Regions from separate parts of the Macaca mulatta genome. Here region 2 is linked to region 1. A link is a contact called in public Hi-C data. All regions are on one chromosome and are shown on one strand. The core of a region is the stretch at or near the end of the contact, and the rest is flanking DNA. Distances in the headings are between cores, read along the strand shown.

Region 1 (2,931 bases), core at 275-2,774:
TGTGGCATGCTCATACAATCAAACACTAGACAGCAATAAAACAGAAGGAATAACAGATGCACACAACAATATGGAGGAAACCTTACAGGTACATTGAGCTAAAGACGTCAGGCACAAAATAGAAAATAATGTGTAATTCCATTTACATGAAGTTCAAGAACAAGGAAAACGAATTGATGGTGATAGAGGTCAGAATAGTGGTTAACTTCAAGAGGGAGTATTAATGGGGAAGAAACACAAGATAACTTTTTGGGGTGCAGGAAGTATTTTATATCTTGATCTGGGTGGTGGTTATACAAATGTATATATACACATATATATTTAATTAAGCTTGAGATTCGTGTATTTTATGCACTTTATGAATATTATACCTCAATCTTTAAAAATCAGGGCACAAGGTTTGACAAAGATGAGTCTTCAAAGCAGAAAGGTCGATTGTTTAAAATCAGGATGGTCTTGGACAATTAGGGAAGCATATGATGACCACACATATAAAATGTCTAGCCCACCTTTTCCAATGAGCAATGTGCCCTTGCGTCATCAATTTACATCTTGTAAATTTATTTTACTAGGAAATTGTGTGACAAATCAAGGGACTGAGTGTTGTTTCCTTCTTTTTAGTGGGGAATGAGTGAATGGTGCAGTTTGAAGAACACATTAAGTCTTGAAAGTTGAAAAGTTCACCAGTACCCTCCTTCTCCCTCACCCAAGATTAGCCCCGGTGGCAGCCGAAATTGCTTTTATTAATCTCTTTGTGGCTCAGGACCTCTGACTGTTGAAGAAAACGTATTTTACACGTCTTGTCTTTCTACGAGCAGGAAGCCTATCTCGCTTATCGTTGCAACACCAGAAGGGGCTTAGTGTGACCTACACACAGTAGTAATCGTACAACGTCCCATGGAGCACTGCTTCTCAAATTTGGCTGTACATACGAATCACCTGGGGAATTTTAAATTGTATTGATGCCTGGGTCCTACTCCCAGAGATTCTGATTTAATTGAAATGAGGTGAGTCCTGGGCACTGGGACGTTTAAAAACGTTTCAGGGATTTTAACGCGAAACAAAAACAGAATCGCTGTTTGGGGGCGTTCTTCCTTCTCCACGCCTGATTTACGCTCAGGAGTCGGCTGTCCGGAACTGGGATGAGGTTCACTGATATCTGTCGCCACGCCTCTTCCTACAGAACCAATAAACTGAAGCGGCTCTGTGACATCCCAAGGGACTTGAATTGTAAGCGGGCTGCAGACGCTCTGCACCCCGCCCAAGCCTCTATGGTACTTTGGCGTCCCCTCTAGCACTGGCAAGTCGCCTTCCTCTTCGCCCGGCGCCGGCCGCTCCCTCTCTAGGATCGCCGAGTTCCCGGCGCCGTCTCGTTGGTATTTAGTTCCGGAAGCGAGTTTGAATCAAAGGAGAGGCGGGACTTCCCTCCCGGAAGTAACCCACGTGCTTCCGCTGGAGCCTTCTGGAGAGGCGGGTAACGTTATAGTTTTTGTCAGAAGTTGGGGTCTCCGTGAGCATTGCGATCCGTCCCAGGCAGTGGTGAGTGACCCATGACCTCTGAATTCAATGTGGCTCTGATTATGGCGTCGCCATTTCAGAGGCGCAGCCTTTAGGCTGCGTCCCAGTCGCCTGTGTTCAGCGTACGATCTCATTCCCAGGGCCCTGGAGGTTCAGGCTTATGGTTAGAGCGTTCTGCCTCGGTCCTCGATCTTCTGAATAGAGGTGACCTCCAGGGACTGGGGCATCAGAGATCCGGGGCTCGATTTCCAGGCTCGCCATGGACGTCCTGTGCGACCTTGGGCGAGGCCTCAGTTTCCACATCCGTGAAATGGGGTGGTTAAGCTCACTGAGGTTAGTGGCCCGTGGTGGTCTGGCGCCCTGTGAGTCCTCTGTATCCTCTAGCCCCAAGGGGTAGGAGAGTGAACGGCGGCGGTGGGTGCTGATGGTGATGTCTGCTCCCAGGATTAGGAGGCCAGAAGGAGATACCTTCCACGGTGCTAGGCTGAGATGGATCCTCTCAGGGCCCAACAGCTGGCTGCGGAGCTGGAGGTGGAGATGATGGCCGATATGTACAACAGGTAAAGAGAACTATGTTCTACCCTGTCTTGGAAAATAAGTCTTGGTCACCCATATCGAAGGTGAATGACTTACAACAAATGCCTTCCTGAATGTAGGGGAGCCTGAGGCCCATGCTTACCCTCCCCATACGCACCTCCAAGGTTGATCCTAATGTAGATGCAGTCACTAGAATGAGTTGGGCATTTAGATGGGGATGGAACTGGCAATGCAGGAGCCAAGCAGGAAGAGAAGCTCCAATCCAGGCTCTGGTTAGGTTCCAAGAAAAGCTGAGTATTTGCCTCTTGATAAATAGCACATAGCCAGCCCATTTAGTAGTTAACATTTTAAAACCCTTTATTCTGTGTCAGGCTCTTGTTAATCTTCAAAATAATCCAGTGGGTTAATTTTATTAGTCCCATCTTAAAATGAGGAAATTGATGCTGCTAGAGGTTAAGTAACTTCCTTAGGGTCCGCATCTGGTGGGTAACAATGCCAGAACTAGCACCTCAGTCTGGTTCTGCAACTAGTGCTCATAACCATTTGGCACATTTGGGAACAAATCCTGGCTCCACCAATCACCAGCAGTATACTTGGACATGTTACTTGCACTGTTTGACAATTGGTTTCCTCATTATGAAAAAGACATAATGATACCTACCTCATAGGGCATCATAAATATTAAATCTAAAAATATATGAAAGTCCTTAGCCTCAAGCCCAACACTTAGTAACAGTGAAATGTCTGCTATTTTTATTGGCTTAAGCTCTCTTGATTGGTTGGTTTATCCTGACGACTATAAATTAGAAAGATTGTTAAGTGTAGACTGTGAGGTCAGATGACCTGGGTTCATATCTCAGCTCTATGTGATTCTTA
Region 2 (3,138 bases), core at 221-2,720, 200 kb after region 1:
TTGCATGCAGCTTCAGCCCACAGTCACACAGGATTCTCCTTTGACCCGCTTGAACTAACTCCTAACAGTCAGTGGCTTGCTGCCTCGAATGCACAGACCCATTGTCTCAAAGAACAGCATAAGATTGGAGACCCACACCCCAGGAAAGAAAACCTTCGAGGTTTCTGCCTGTATTTCCTGGTGCCCACCAGTGCGTGGAAATGACCACAAGAAGGATAGGACCTGCATTCTCCCCCAGCCATTGTCTGCTCCAGAGCCCTTTGTGTGTGCGTGCGCGCGCGCCTGTGTGTGTGTGTGTGTGTGTGTGTAGGTGTGTGCTTCCAGGCGGTGGGGGCTGAGAGGGGATGCTTGCACCTTCCTGGCTCTTAAGCAACTGCTAGGATGGGTTACATGGCACCGGGTCAGGGAGAGGTGGGGAACTTAGGCTTTTTGACAAAGGGGAGCATTTCTGGATTCCTGGAGAGGAAGCTGCACTGTGTTCAGAAAAGCTCCTTTTCTCCTTGGCCACTCTTCCCTTGGGCCTGTGTTTGCTTCCTCATCAAGGGGCAGTTCCCTCCTTGTCCTCCCCTTCAAGAGCACAGCGCTTCTCCCTTGCCTTTCTCTCTCTCACCATCTCACCCATCCATGCCGGAAGGAAATTCCTCACTCTGAAATGGGCCCAGTTCTCTCTTTCCCTCCCGGCCACCAACTTGACCAACCTGCCACCACCCCCTTGTCTCAGTACCTTCCCTTCCCTATTTCTGTGCTGTCTTGTCTTTTTGAGGCCCCGAAGAGTTGACTGAGGGGAATTTGAAGATGTGGGAGGGGGTCTGCCTGTTCTCTGGTTGGAGAGATGAGAGCAGGGAGGGTGGAGATGGAGCTCCTGAGCCCTCCCTCGGTGGAGGGCAGTGCCAGGGCAGGGACCCTACTCCTCCGAGTGTGCGTCTTGAAACCACTCTCAACGCTGGAGGATGAACTGGGAAAAGAATTCATCTAGGTGAATTCAGGTCCTAGGTGGGGGTGGCAGAGGCCAGTCTTTAGGACTCGGCTCCACAGAAGAAAGTGTTTCCCCGGGAGGGGAGGAGCTCAGGAAGCTGGATGCAGGTTTCTGAGGCAGGAGGGTGAAGATGGGATGCCAGGCAGCCCACCCCGCCAGGGACCTGAAGGGCCACAGACTCACCCCACAAAGTAGGAGATGATCAGAAGCTGAACTACTCGGTTGATGATCCCGATGGTCCAGCTCTTCACAACCACCGATTTGGTGGTCTCATAGGTGAAGAAGTCGGATATGCAGTTCATACTGAGAGAGTGCTCAGGGGACACTCAGAAGGGGGCCCAGTGGTGGCCTCAGGAGAGGGAGGTCCCACAGGACAGGGAGACAGGATCACGACCTGGAGGGGGCAGCTTAGAGGGGTCGGAGGACTGGGGAGCCTGTCCCTTTAAGCCAGGCAACCCTAGTCAGGTTCTCTCTTCTCTTGATACTCTGGCTTCCAAGAGACCAGGGCGGGGGACCCCCTTTTTGTTCGTCTCCACCCCACTCCCCTGTGATGTCACAGCAGGGGTGGGGTCTCCAATCCTGGGCTCCTGATTGCCTGGGATGTAGCTGGCTGGAGCCCTCTGGGACTAATGTTTTATCTGCACTCTGTCTACTGTTTCTGTTCTGTTCTCTTCTGCAGCATCCTCATCCCAGCTCACCAGCTGCTCACGCTCTCCCTAAAGCCCTTTGCAATTTCCCGTCCCCTAGTCACCTAACAGCCTGCCTGAACTGAAGACCGCCTTCATTCCTGAGTGCCAGCCAAATTCCACCCAGTTCTGCAGCCGTCCCCTCCTTTCCTGAATTGCCCCCAGTGGCATGGGTCAGGGGGAGAGGGTCTCTTGAAAGTTTTTCTGGGTCTTCTGGGGTGTGATGAGTAAAGACTCACATATTTCTAACTCCAGTTGGTAATGAGTTTCACTCTACCTGTAGCATAGCAGTTAGCACTTCTTTTTTTTTTTTTTTCAGTTTATTTATCAAAATCATTTGTTAGATTATGTTTTCCCGAAAGGTTGGGGCTGGGTCTTTCTTTCTTTCTTCCTTCCTTCCTTCTCTTTCTTTTCTTCCTTCCTTCCATTTTTTTTTTCTTTTTCTTTTTCTTTTTTTGGCAGAGACTCGCTCTGTTGCCCAGACTGGAGTGCAGTGGCACGATCTCAGCTCACTGCAACCTCTGTCTCCTGGGTTCAAGCAATTCTTGTGCCTCAGCCTCCCAAGTAGCTGGGATTATAGGCACCCGCCACCATGCCTGGCTAATTTTTGTATTTTTAATAGAGACGGGGCTTCCACATTGGCCAGGCTGGTCTTGAACTCCTGACCTCAAGTGATCTGCCTACCTCGGCCTCCCCAAGTGCTGGGATTACAGGTGTGAGCCACTGCGCCCAGCCAGGGATGTTTTCGTCTTGTTCAAGTTCCTCAAATCCGAGAAGTGTGCTAAATTAGTCATAGGCCCTCAATATCTATCTATTAAACCCAGTTGAATTTATATTGCTAGATAATGCTGGAATAGCCACTACTCAGAGGTTAAAGCTATGAATTCAGGGGAGAAGGGTGCATTCCTGTTGTCTCTTACCTCAGGATTGAGTTAGCAAGCTGGTGTACTGATTGTCAGGGAAATCTTGAGTTTACATATTCTGTACTAATGTCTTCATGTAGGACACATATCATCAATCATTCTGAACATACAGTCACTGTGATTATGACAGAAGATAACTGGACTGGTGGTGGTAAGGAGGTCTGTGTCCTAGCCTTGTTGCCAACGCACTGAGACCCTGGGCAACTCACTCCCCTTTGGGTCTCAGTATTCCCATCAGTAAAAAGAGGTTGGGGTAGAAAAACTAAAATATATTTTCCAGGTCTGGTCTCTGATGTTGCAAAAATGCACTCTGGGACTATATGAGGGAGAGCTGGCTTCCGCAACCCCAGGATGATGTGGTTTCAAATCAGTTCTGGCTCCAAAGTGAATCTGATACCAGGACTTGAACTGGATACGGCCATTTGTCAGCCTCTTGGGGGGACCTATACATTTCGGTTAGGGATGTGAAAATTTTGGGTGTAGACGGCGAACTTGACAGGTCAGCCAGAAAGCAGTGCACCCACGGTGACACCAACACCCGCATTCTCTCCGC

The links. Hi-C and Micro-C count contacts between places; a contact is called where the count stands out from the background.
Region 2: a contact with region 1 is called in a Hi-C map of liver, with 4 times the contacts expected there. The contact joins the promoter of P2RX3 here to the promoter of TIMM10 in region 1. A contact is called at or near these places in 4 of 14 Hi-C or Micro-C datasets (cortical neurons, fetal cortex germinal zone, fetal cortical plate and 1 more).

What each region holds. Positions count from the first base shown.
Region 1 is chr14:15,871,487-15,874,417 of T2T-MMU8v2.0, forward strand. TIMM10 (translocase of inner mitochondrial membrane 10) reads left to right here and starts at 1,525. Exons shown (of 3, transcript NM_001261523.1): 1 at 1,525-1,539; 2 at 1,963-2,078. The coding sequence starts at 2,008.
Region 2 is chr14:16,067,954-16,071,091 of T2T-MMU8v2.0, forward strand. P2RX3 (purinergic receptor P2X 3) reads right to left here and starts at 1,471. Exons shown (of 12, transcript XM_001103269.5): 1 at 1,160-1,471. The coding sequence starts at 1,278.